Regions from separate parts of the Rattus norvegicus genome. Here region 1 is linked to region 2. The links are chromatin contacts, called in public Hi-C maps. All regions are on one chromosome and are shown on one strand. The core of a region is the stretch at or near the end of the contact, and the rest is flanking DNA. Distances in the headings are between cores, read along the strand shown.

Region 1 (5,142 bases), core at 2,338-4,837, 140 kb before region 2:
CACTTAATTAGAAGTGGCTTACAGTTTCAGAGGTGTATCAATTATCATCATGGCAGGAAGTATGGCAGCATGCAGGCATAGTTCTACATCTTTTTTTAAAAAAAAAATATTTATTTTTTAGATGTACATGAGTACACTGTTGCAGTCTTCAGATTCACCAGAAGAGGGCATCAGATCCCATTACAGGTAGTGGGGAGTTACCATGTGGTTGCTGGGAATTGAACTCAGGACTTCTGGAAGAGTTTGTAACTGCTGAGCCATCTCTCCAGCCCCATAGTTCTATATCTTGATCACCAGGCAGCAGAAGGAGACTGGGTTCCATACTAGCATAGTTTCAGCATAAGAGACCTCAAAGCCCACCCCATAGTGACATACTTCCTCCAATGACGCCACACCCCCTAAAAGTGCCACTACCTATGGGCCAAGAATTAAAACAGGAGAGTCCATGGAGGCCATTCCTATTCAAATTAGCAGAGGAGGGAAAAGCCTAGTAGAGTGGCTACCTGTGCTCTGGAGGGAATCAGAAGAGACCCAGGCAGAGTGAAGGGTGTCTATTTGGTTTCTTAGGGGCAGGGATGGAACTTTCCAGTGTGGCCCAGGATTGGGGCAAACTTGGACTGATGGGATTTTGCTTTTCTATAGAGCGAGCGTGGCCACTCTCTTGCCTTGGGGAGCCTGGGAAGGCCATTACAGCCTTTAGAAAACAGCCTACACTGCCATTAGGGAAGTCTAGGGGCAGGCCTCAGCCACTGGAGCACACCAGTCAGAAGGCAGGCCAGCAGAAGCCCAGCCACTCACATGCCTTAAGGGTTTATGAAGTTTACAAGTACAGGAAGTGAAGGTCTGCCCACTGCAGGAAAGCAGCTTGAGTTGACATGAAGAAGAGCCAACTTCTAGCTCTTTCCATAGCTCCTCTCCTCTCGGCCTTTTTCTCTAGCCAGCTCCTTTCCTTTCTACCACACACTGACATGCAGAATTTAGGACCCCATAGCCACCATACTTGCCTAGGCTCCAGAGGGGGCAACCATAATCAAAGAACAAAGCACCCCTCTGCAGAAGACAAAGACAAGACAAACACCAAGTAACACCTCAAAGTACACTTCCAGAAGCTTAGACCTCAGTGTAAAACCACGAAATATGAACAGGCGAGACAAGGTGCCTCCAACAGAACCCAGTAACCCCACAGCAACAGGCCCCGAAAAAAATGCAATAGAGGCTGGTCAGTGGTGGCACATGCTCTTAATCCCAGCACTCAGGAGGGAGAGGGAGGCAGATCTCTGAGGTTGAGGCCAGCCTGGTCTACAGAGTGAGTTCCAGGATTGTCAAAGCTATATAGAGAAACCCTGTCTAGAAAAGCAAAAACAGAAAGAAACAGAGGTGGTGGATGGCTCAAAGAAAACGGTGTTCTCCAAATCCAGCAGGACCAATACACAAATGAACTCACAGAGGCTGTGGGCCAGACGGGGGTCATCCCAGTGACCAGAGGTGGAAGTGGGCACGGGCTCCACCCATCAATTCCTAATCAATACTAAGTTGCAAAGACACAGTTTTCTTGAGTGACGTCTCAGGGGTACATAAACTATATTTCTGTGTGGGCCCCCTACGCTGGAGTGATTGACCAACAGAAAATAAATTGAACCTGTTTTTACAAACTTTTGTTTTCTATTACATTGTTTGGGCATTTTTGTATCATTGGTCCTTTACTATTTTTGTGCAGTTGTTGTTGTTGTTGTTGTGTGTGTATTTTGCTGTTATTTTGTTTTTGATAAGAGAAAGAAAGGGCATGAAAGTGGGTGAGTAAGGAGGTGTAGAGGGTTTGGAAGGAGTTGGGAGAAGAGAAAAGCATGATCAAAATCTATTTTTTTTTTCTTTTCTTTTTTTCAGAGTTGGGGACCGAACCCAGGGCCTTGCACCTGCTAGGCAAGCGCTCTACCACTGAGCTAAATCCCCAACCCCAAAATATATTGTATGCAAAGTTTTTCAATTAAAAATAATTTTGGGGGGGCTGGGGATTTAGCTCAGTGGTAGAGCGCTTACCTAGGAAGCGCAAGGCCCTGGGTTCGGTCCCCAGCTCCGAAAAAAAGAATCAAAAAAAAAAAATAATAATTTTGGGGGTTGGGGATTTAGCTCAGTGGTAGAGTGCTTGCCTAGCAAGCACAAGGCCCTGGGTTCGGTCCCCAGCTCCGGAAAAAAAATATTAAAAATAATTTTTAGGAAAACAAAGGCAGTTGAATCTCTGTAAGTTGGGGGGCCAGCCTGATTGACAGAGCAAGTTCTGACTCGGCCAAGCTGCACTTAGAAACATTGTTTCAGAAAACCAAAAGAAAAAAAGAAAAGAAAGAAATATCTACCCATCGATCCATCAATCCATCTATCTACCTAAAATCCCAGCACTCAGGAGGCAGAGGCAGGTGGACCTCTGAGTTCGAGGACAGCCTTGTCTACACAATGAGTTTCAGTACAGCCAGGGCTACAGGGAGAAACCAATCCTTTGAAGTCTGAAAGACCACTCCAAGAAGTTGCCCTCAAATCACCAACTTCGGGTAGGTAGACTAGAACACAAGTCCTTTAATTAGTACAAGGTAGTGCTACAGGTGTTTATTTGGCCTCGCAGGTGTTTTCTATTTTAAAAAAAAAAATTTTTTTTTAAAGATTTAGTTATTACTGCCTGCATGTATACCTACGAGCCAGAAGAGGGCACCAGATCTCATTACAGATGGTTGTGAGCCACCATGTAGTTGCTGGGATTTGAACTCAGGATCTCTGGAAGAGCAGCCAATGCTCTTAATCTCTGAACCATCTCTCCAGCCTCTCTATTTAATTTATTAACTGATGAATATTAATGACTTGTGGCGTGTGTGTGTGTGTGTGTGTGTGTGTGTGTGTGTGTACTTGCACCTCCCTTGGGTCAAATTCAGGTCAGTGATCCAAAGGACTTTCAAGACTGAGGAATTAATTGCTCTTCCCTAATCTGCCTACTGCAGGGTTCCATAGACTATAATTTTTTGTTAAAGCAATGATCCCCGAGGAGGGCAAGAGAACTCGATGAAGCAAAATCTATTACGTTAGAAGATATTATCGCCTACTTCGTGATGATCTTCAAATCATAGTGTGTCTGGATTTTTTTTTTTTTTTCTTTTTCTTTTTTTAAAGTTCATTGAGTCAAAACACACCTACTCCAGAACAGAGTTCGGGGGTTTTTTCACTTTCCTTTCTGATTGGCTGGAAACCATCTTACATTGATTGGCTAAAGCACTTGCCAGTCTTCTTTTCGGAGCTACCACAGGAAGAAAAGGAAGAAAGGGGTGTCCTGAACTCAGCTATTTTATTGGCTCCGGTAGCTACACCGCTTAGTGAAAAAACAATCCTAATTTGTGATTGGTTCATATTACCGCCATTCACACTAGTGAAAACCAGTGTTCTCCTTGTAGTCTGCCTTCCTTACCTGATTGGGTGTGCTATGCAGGCTCTGCGAACTCTGATTGGTCCGACGCTCTGGCGCGGTCCGGCCCTCCCGCACTCTGTTGCCGTGGTTGCAGGCCCCGCCCGCCCGTTCCCTGACAGCGAGGCTTCTCCTGGAGGGAAGCGGGTCCGTTGGTCGGTTCGGAACGAGGCTGGCGCTGCCAGACCCGCGCCTAGCCGTTGCCATGGCAGCCACCGGCGGGGGCGCGGAGGACGAGTCGCGATCCGGCCGCTCGAGCTCCGAGGGCGAGTGCGCGGTGGCGCCGGAGCCTCTGGCGGAAGCCGGAGGCCTGTTCTCCTTTGCGGACCTCGGCGCTGCACTGGGCAGCGGCGCAGGCCTCCCGGGTCGGGCGGTGGGCAGGGCCCAGTCCCCGCTGCGCTACCTCCAAGTCCTGTGGCAGCAGGACGTCGAGCCTCGCGACGAACTGCGTTGCAAGATTCCCGCCGGGCGGCTGAGGCGTGCAGCCAGGCCCCACCGACGGCTCGGGCCCACCGGCAAAGAGGTGCACGGTGAGCTAAGTCAGGGACCCTGGGGTCGCTCGTGTGTGATCGCAGTAGTTCGAGCTGCAGAGGACTGTGACTTCATCCACTTGTTCATCCCTGAATAAAAACTTTACACTCCCGAGGGTGGTTATTAGACAATAATGTGGGACAATGGAGAATACTTTTATTAGTAGAGACGGTAGCCCAGAGCCAGTGTCCACGCTGCACCAACTTGTGTGAAGGCACAGGTCTGAATCAGACTGCTTCACACTGGACCCTTACTTAGGCACTATAGTCACTTGTGGCCTCGATTTTCTGATTGTAGGATGGGTACACTACCAGCCTTATTCAGGGATTAAAAGAAGTTAGGCAAGGTTCTCAAAAGTTAGGCAAGGGTCTCAACGTATGTTCTACCTTAACGAAGGGCCAAACACTTGTTTGATACACATTCAGAGTTACATTGTGACCCATGAAAAGTGACTTATAAAGACTTTACTGTAAGCAAGAAAAACAGCCAGATGTGGCAGTGCACGTGTGTAACTCCAGCACTCAGGAAGCAGAGGCAGGGAGATCCCTGTGAGTTCAAGGCCAGCCTGCTCTAAGTAGCAAGTTCCAGGTCCACAGTGTGAGTCCTGGCAATTCCACTCAGGAGGTCAGGCCTTGTAGCAAGCATCTTTTCCCAGCGAGCCATCCCAACATCCCTAAAGCTTACATATTTATTGGCTGACAATTACAGTGATTACCATTTAGTTATTCTGATTCGAAGTCACATAGCAAACAGGTCAGCCAGACTGCCTTAGTATGTCTGTTATATTGGAAAATGGGGTGCAGAAGAATTAAGAATGGAAAGGTTTTTGTTTTTTTTTCTTTTTTTCGGAGCTGGGGACCGAACCCAGGGCCTTGCGCTTCCTAGGTAAGCACTCTACCACTGAGCTAAATCCCCAGCCCCAGAATGAAAGGTTTTAAGGTCTCTTTTTCACACCTAACAGCGTTTGATCCAGTATGCTGGTGTTATAAAAAAAATAGAAAAGAATATTTAAAAGAAAACAAAACAGTGGTCTATGGATGTGTGCAATTGTTATATCTCGTTTGCAACTTTTTGGACCATTCTCTAACAACTAAGGCATTGCTTCCTGGTCCTTCTGAAAAACAGGCGATGCCTTTGAAAGGGGGAAAGTTTCTGTTTAGGAATTAGAA
Region 2 (5,716 bases), core at 1,273-3,772:
GATGACAGGTGGGCTTTAAGCCGTGTTGCATGGCTCTAGCCCCTGGCTGGCTTACTGAGAAAATGCAACATCAGCAGCTGGCCACTAATGTGCCCTGGTGAAACTCAGTCAACAGGAAGGCCAGGAACCTGGATTCTACTTCTGGCCTCACCATGCGAACTGAGCTAGACCCTGCAGATTCTCTCTGACCCACATTTCCTTCCCTGTCTGTCAGTCAGAGGGCTTGTCCTGAAGGGAGCTCTCTCTCCCAGACATTGATCGTTGTCACCCATCATCTTGTGTATCTGAGTCCCTGGTGCTGAGCACAGAGTGGGACACACCATAGATGTTCCCTCACTGTGGAGAAAAAAGAGCAAATAATAATTCGGAGTTTGCTGCACGGAGCCTGGCAACAGTGCTCACCATGGAGGTATGGGTGGGAAGAGGAAAGAGGGCTCGGGAGCTTACTAACATCTGACAACAGACAGCAGCAGCTGCCGCCTTGAAACTGGCCCCTGGCTCTCTCTACTCCACCACTTTTCCTCTGGCTTTATTAGGAAACCTAGGCTCTTAGGGGTGTGGAATACGGAGGTGCACACTTTCAATCCTAGCTCTGAGGAGACGGAGGCATGTGGGTCTCCGTGGAGGCCAGCCTGGTCAACATAATAGGTTCCATGATAGCCAGGGCTATAAGGCAGACTCTGTCTTTGGAAAAGAAAAGAGAAAAAGTCGAGACCTCTTAAGCTTGGGTGACTGGTCCAAGCTCACATGGCTGCTGAAAAATTAGGCGGTATGAATGAGGGGAAAGCTCTGGGGGGGAAAAAAAATTGAGCTTCAGCAGGGCCGCCGCAGGCAGCAGGCACGAGGGTGACCACGCCCTCCTCGCCCCCCCCCCCCGCGTCCCCCTCCTTCTCCTCGGAAGGGGCGGGGGCAAGCTGGAGTTGAGGCAGCAGCTGTTTTAGTTTAAGAAACTCCAGCGGGGAGAGAGGAGGTGGGAGGGAGGGGGAGACCACGGCGATGTCGGTCGACCAGACCCGGCGAGGAAATGACTCACCCAGAAAACGCAGCATCTGCAGCTGCCCATTAACCCGCGGCGGGGTTAGGTAGGGGGGGGAGAAGCGGTTCTGGCCGGTCACGCCCATCGCATTTTAGGTCTGCGAACCCCGCCCCCTGCCATCTCCATTCCTTTCTCCAATCTCACCTCTTGGCGTCCGGGGCCAGCTCTCCCCGAACTTTGAGACATTCCCCAGGTTTGAGATTCAGGTTGCTGGCGACCAGACCCTGTGTAGACAAGACCACCCAGCTGTGTTTAGGTTGGAGTTAGGAGCGACCTACAGTGGCCTGGGGTGTGGGAATGGGGTCATTTCCACCCTGGGATACCCTGACCAACCCTAGGGGAAGCCCAAGGTAGGATGGGTGGTCAGGATAGGGTGTAGGTTCTAGTCTTGATTATCCCTGCAGTTGGAGAGAGTCCCCATTCCCAGCAGGGTGTCAAACTTGTGGCTGTCCTACAGAACAGGCCCTAGAAGATTCACCCATCATCAGCTTGGGGATCTGGACTTAGAGTGGAGGGGAAGATGGCATATGACCACCTAAATCCTCATTTAGCTGATGGACAGGGTTAGGCGACTACTAGCCCAAGGCCCTGCTTCTCTGAGAGAATGCAGCCCGAACCTCCGCAATCTGATTCAAGGCTCTCAGTCCAGAGGCACAGCAACTAGAGCGGAGAAGCTAAGAGGCGGGCCTGCTCTGCGGGAGAGGACAGACTGAGAGTGGCAATGTGGACTTAGTAAGTTAGAGAGCCCAGCATTTATCTGGGCATTGCGCGCAGCTGCCTGGGTGAGTGCACAGGAGTTAATTTGGGTAAGGAGTTTCTTTGACATTTGAACCCCATTCCGGAGGGCTTGCCTGTGTGTCTGTGTGTGCAAATGCATGCAGTTTCCTCGGCTCAGACCTGACCAGCTTCCACTGACCAGCCTGCCGCCTATCTCGGGCCCAGGAGGTGTTTTTTGTTTGTTTTGTTTTGTTTTTTTTTTTTTCTCCAAAAGTTTTCTGGAGCAGAGGGTGACCAACTGAGCCCTGGCTCTGTGATTGGGGACAGCTGCAGCGGGGGAGGGGTCAGGAGACTCTAGAATAGAGCAGAGGGAATAGTGAATGGCCTTGGACAAAATGTCCCCCTGCCTCCTTCTTCCTCGGAGGCCACACCCTTCCCACTCCCACTTCTCAGAAAACTACAAAGTGGCAGAGTACTGGACCTTGCAAGACATGCCACAACTCAGAGAAATCCAGAACATTCTTAACCCAGAGAGGCTGAAAGTTTCAGGGGGGACTATGACAGCCACCCCCATTTTACAGATGTAGCCAGTGAGGACCAGAGAAAACACCTGTCCAAGGCTGCACAGCTGGGACTAGAAGCAATTTCCCAATTGGCTACTCCCCTGTGTTCATCTGCTTCTGCTCAATCCCCTAGACCTTGGAACAGAGGGTCCCGCACTCACACAGGCCATGATTGAAGCGAAGAGATTCCTGCGACCTGCTCCACCAGCTGTCAGAAGACTCCACCCGAGAGATGGGCCCCAGGCCCGCTCCGACCTTTTTAACTGGATCAGACCCGGTGAGTCCCGCCCCTCCCCGAGAATTCAGCCAATTGCCTGTCAGGACAGGGCTGGGGGTCACCAGAAGCGGAGTCAACGGATTTATAAAGTCAATTTGGAGCAGAGGTGACCAGTCAGAGAGGAGAGCCCCTCTCTTAGTCCCTCCCTCAGGGTCCAGGCGCCGCCTCTTATTCTTCTTCATCCCTCTTCCCACTAAAAAAAGATTTGTGCTGTGGCAGAGATTGGGGGAGCCAGTGGAAAATAGTTTAAGGATGAGTTAAGCTCAAGAGTTGGCGGGATGGGGCCTGGGGCCAGCAGGGAGAAAGCCCCTGAGGCCCAGCGCAGCTGGTGGGGAAGGGGGTGTATAGACACCCCCCCACCCCCCACCCCCCACCCCACCCCCGCCTGCAGAGCATTAAAGCAATCTCTTAAGAGGCTGCCGCCTGGCAGGCCAGGGTGTGGCTCTCACTATTGCTCCTTCTGTGGGCTTCTGCGGAGGGCTGAGGAGGACCACAAAGCACAGGCCCCACCCGGGTTTTCCCCGGAAGCAGAGGACTGCCGCTGCGGCTCAGTGCTGCTCACTAGGGCTGGGCTGGGCGCCAGGCCTGAGACTATGTCCTTGGCTTATACCTTGGATTTCACCCCACTGCAGGGCCTGGCTGTGACATCCCTGGGGCCTGAGAGGCAGACCTCGAGGCAGCCCAGGATGTGCTAGCTTTGCACCCTTGGTCTCATTCTTATTTTTGGAGAAGAGACATGGTCATCCCTTCCCATCCATTTAGCAGTTATTTTCCTGAGCACCTACTATGTGTCTAGCCCCGTGCTGGCCTCAGAGAAGATGAGCCTCTCCTAGTCTCTGCTCTCAGAATTCACGGGTTGGAAAGAATCTGACTATGAGCTGAAATAAGAAATAACACCGTGTTGGCATCGGGCAGCCACTCACTCAGGCCGGGTGAAGATGGGCATATGAAGCAGGGGCTGGAAGCCCATGCCTGGGGAATGAGCTGCTTACCATGTAGAAGAAAGCTGAGAGTTAAGGATTGTGAAGGGTCTCATTGGCCAGGAAAAGGGTTTTCGTGTTCGTTTACCTGAGAGTCCTGGGGAGCTACAGATAGTCATGGGGTGATATGAGACTTAGGAAGGCTCACTGAGCAGAGCGGAGGGTTTGAGATAAAACAAGGCACTTCAAGGGTGCTCTTGCCAAGACGCCTGGACTCCTCCCGAGCGCTAGAAGGTTACTGAAAGGGCGAGTTTGCCCTCTCTGCCTTTGTCTTGTATCTGTCTCCTTTCCTTTGGCTCAGACTCCGCTTGACTCAGCCTTCCTGACCTAACCCTTCTGAGCCAAAGGCACAAAGACAAGTCACTGTCTCAAACCAGCCCAGCAAAGACTTGTGGGGCAACTGCTTCCCCACATGAGGGCCGGTGTTCCCCAGGTAACTCTGTACAGCACACCCCCACACCCAGGAGCGGGAGTGACCCTCTCCCGAGAACCCACATGTCCCCTTAAGCGATGCGACCTCTTTGAGCCATCTTACAAGGCCAGTCTGCTCAGGTATGCATACCTCTTGCTGTCTGTGCCAGTTCTTCCAATATTTAAACTTAAAATACATACAATGGTGGCTCGTGCCTGTAACACCAGCACTTGGGAAGCTAAGGCAAGACAATTAGGAATTCCAGGCCACCATCTGCTACATGAGACACTGGCTCAAACAGCTAGCCAGGCAGTGATGGTACACACTTTTAATCCCAGCATTCAGGATGTAGACACAGGCAGATCTCTTATGAGTTCAAAGGCAGCCTGGTTTACAGATTGAGGTTCCAGAATAGTCAGAACTACATACAGAAACCCTGTCTCCAAAAACAGGGTAGCCATATTGAATTAATCCTTTTGTATTTTTTTTAAAGATTTATTTATCTATCATATATATGAGTACACTGTAGCTGTCTTCAGACACACCAGAAGAGGGCATCGGATCTCTTTACAGATGGTTGTGAGCCACCATGTGGTTGCTGGGAATTGAACTCATAACCTCTGGAAGAGCAGTCGGGTGCTCTTAACCGCTGAGCCATCTCTCCAGCCCGTGTATTTTTTACCATTGCTGCCCTAGCCTCTTTTTAGACAAGAGTCTTTTAAAGATTTACTTATTTTATGTATCTGAGTACACTGTATGTTACTGTCTTCAGACACACCAAAAGAGGGCATCAGATCCCATTACAGATGGTTGTGAGCCACCATGTAGTTGCTGGGGACTGAACTCAGCTCTTAACCAATGAGCCATCTCTCCAGCCCTAGACAAGTCTTATGTGGTACAGCCTGGCCTCAACTTGCTGTGCTAAGGATGACTTTAAACCTCTGTTTCTCCTGCTCCTGCCTCTCAAGTTCTGGGATTTCAGGCCTGTGACAACTCAGTCTTGATGGGGACTGAACCAGACCTTCACTGGTGCTAAGAGATCATTGTACTAAATAGTTATTTCTTTAATGGTTGTAGAAGCCAAGCTCTACTGGTTGGCTATGAGAGCCCCCCTCTCCTACCCAAAAATCTCTGGTTAGCTAGAGGGGTATTCAGCTCACACTGGGGAATCAGGTGGTGGTGGCGAGGGCAACAGGGAGTCCATGTTGCCATTCCCCTTCTGAAACTGCCATCTTGGAAGAGTCGTAAAGATAAGGAATCGTGAGTCACATCTGGAGGCCAGGCCAGCAATCCTCCTTGCCCTACCCAGCCTTTCCCTCCCAGGCTCATCTCTAGCTCCTTCCTCCAGATGTGGAAAGCCCACCCAGAATGGGAGGAGAGGGGAGCCTGCAGGGCACAGCGGAGATGCTGTCAGATCTGCAGCGAGGCTGGGCTGCCCCATCATCCCCAGCCCCGCCCTCAAGTAACCACCAGGGAAACTAACCACAGCAGCTTCGGTCTTCCCTCTGAGGCCTCCCCAGACTTCAGTTACAGCCTGGCCAGTTCCTCTACAGTTCCAACTGTGTGTGCCCCTCTCCCACATCAGGCAGGGTTCCAGGAAGAGGACCAGAGAGGTGAGGCAGGCAAACCCAAGGGCTGAGAGCTCAGGGCTCCAGGAGACGTCCCTGACAGGTCATGACTTGAATAGAAGGCCTGTGTCTCCAGGAAGTCTCTGAGGCCTGAGGACACTTC

What was found. A called contact is a pair of places that touch in the nucleus more often than the background predicts.
Region 1: a contact with region 2 is called in a Hi-C map of the A7r5 cell line, with 3 times the contacts expected there. The contact joins the promoter of Ankrd54 here to the promoter of Lgals1 in region 2. A contact is called at or near these places in 8 of 12 Hi-C or Micro-C datasets (the A7r5 cell line, the Rat2 cell line, Schwann cells and 4 more) and 1 of 1 datasets of contacts at active chromatin or transcription factors (oligodendrocytes).

What each region holds. Positions count from the first base shown.
Region 1 is chr7:112,506,573-112,511,714 of GRCr8, reverse strand. Ankrd54 (ankyrin repeat domain 54) reads left to right here and starts at 3,587. Exons shown (of 8, transcript NM_001025285.2): 1 at 3,587-3,972. The coding sequence starts at 3,648.
Region 2 is chr7:112,362,501-112,368,216 of GRCr8, reverse strand. Lgals1 (galectin 1) reads right to left here and starts at 2,522. Exons shown (of 4, transcript NM_019904.1): 1 at 2,478-2,522; 2 at 1,181-1,260. The coding sequence starts at 2,486. LOC134479755 (a long non-coding RNA gene) reads left to right here and starts at 3,217. Exons shown (of 2, transcript XR_010053446.1): 1 at 3,217-5,716.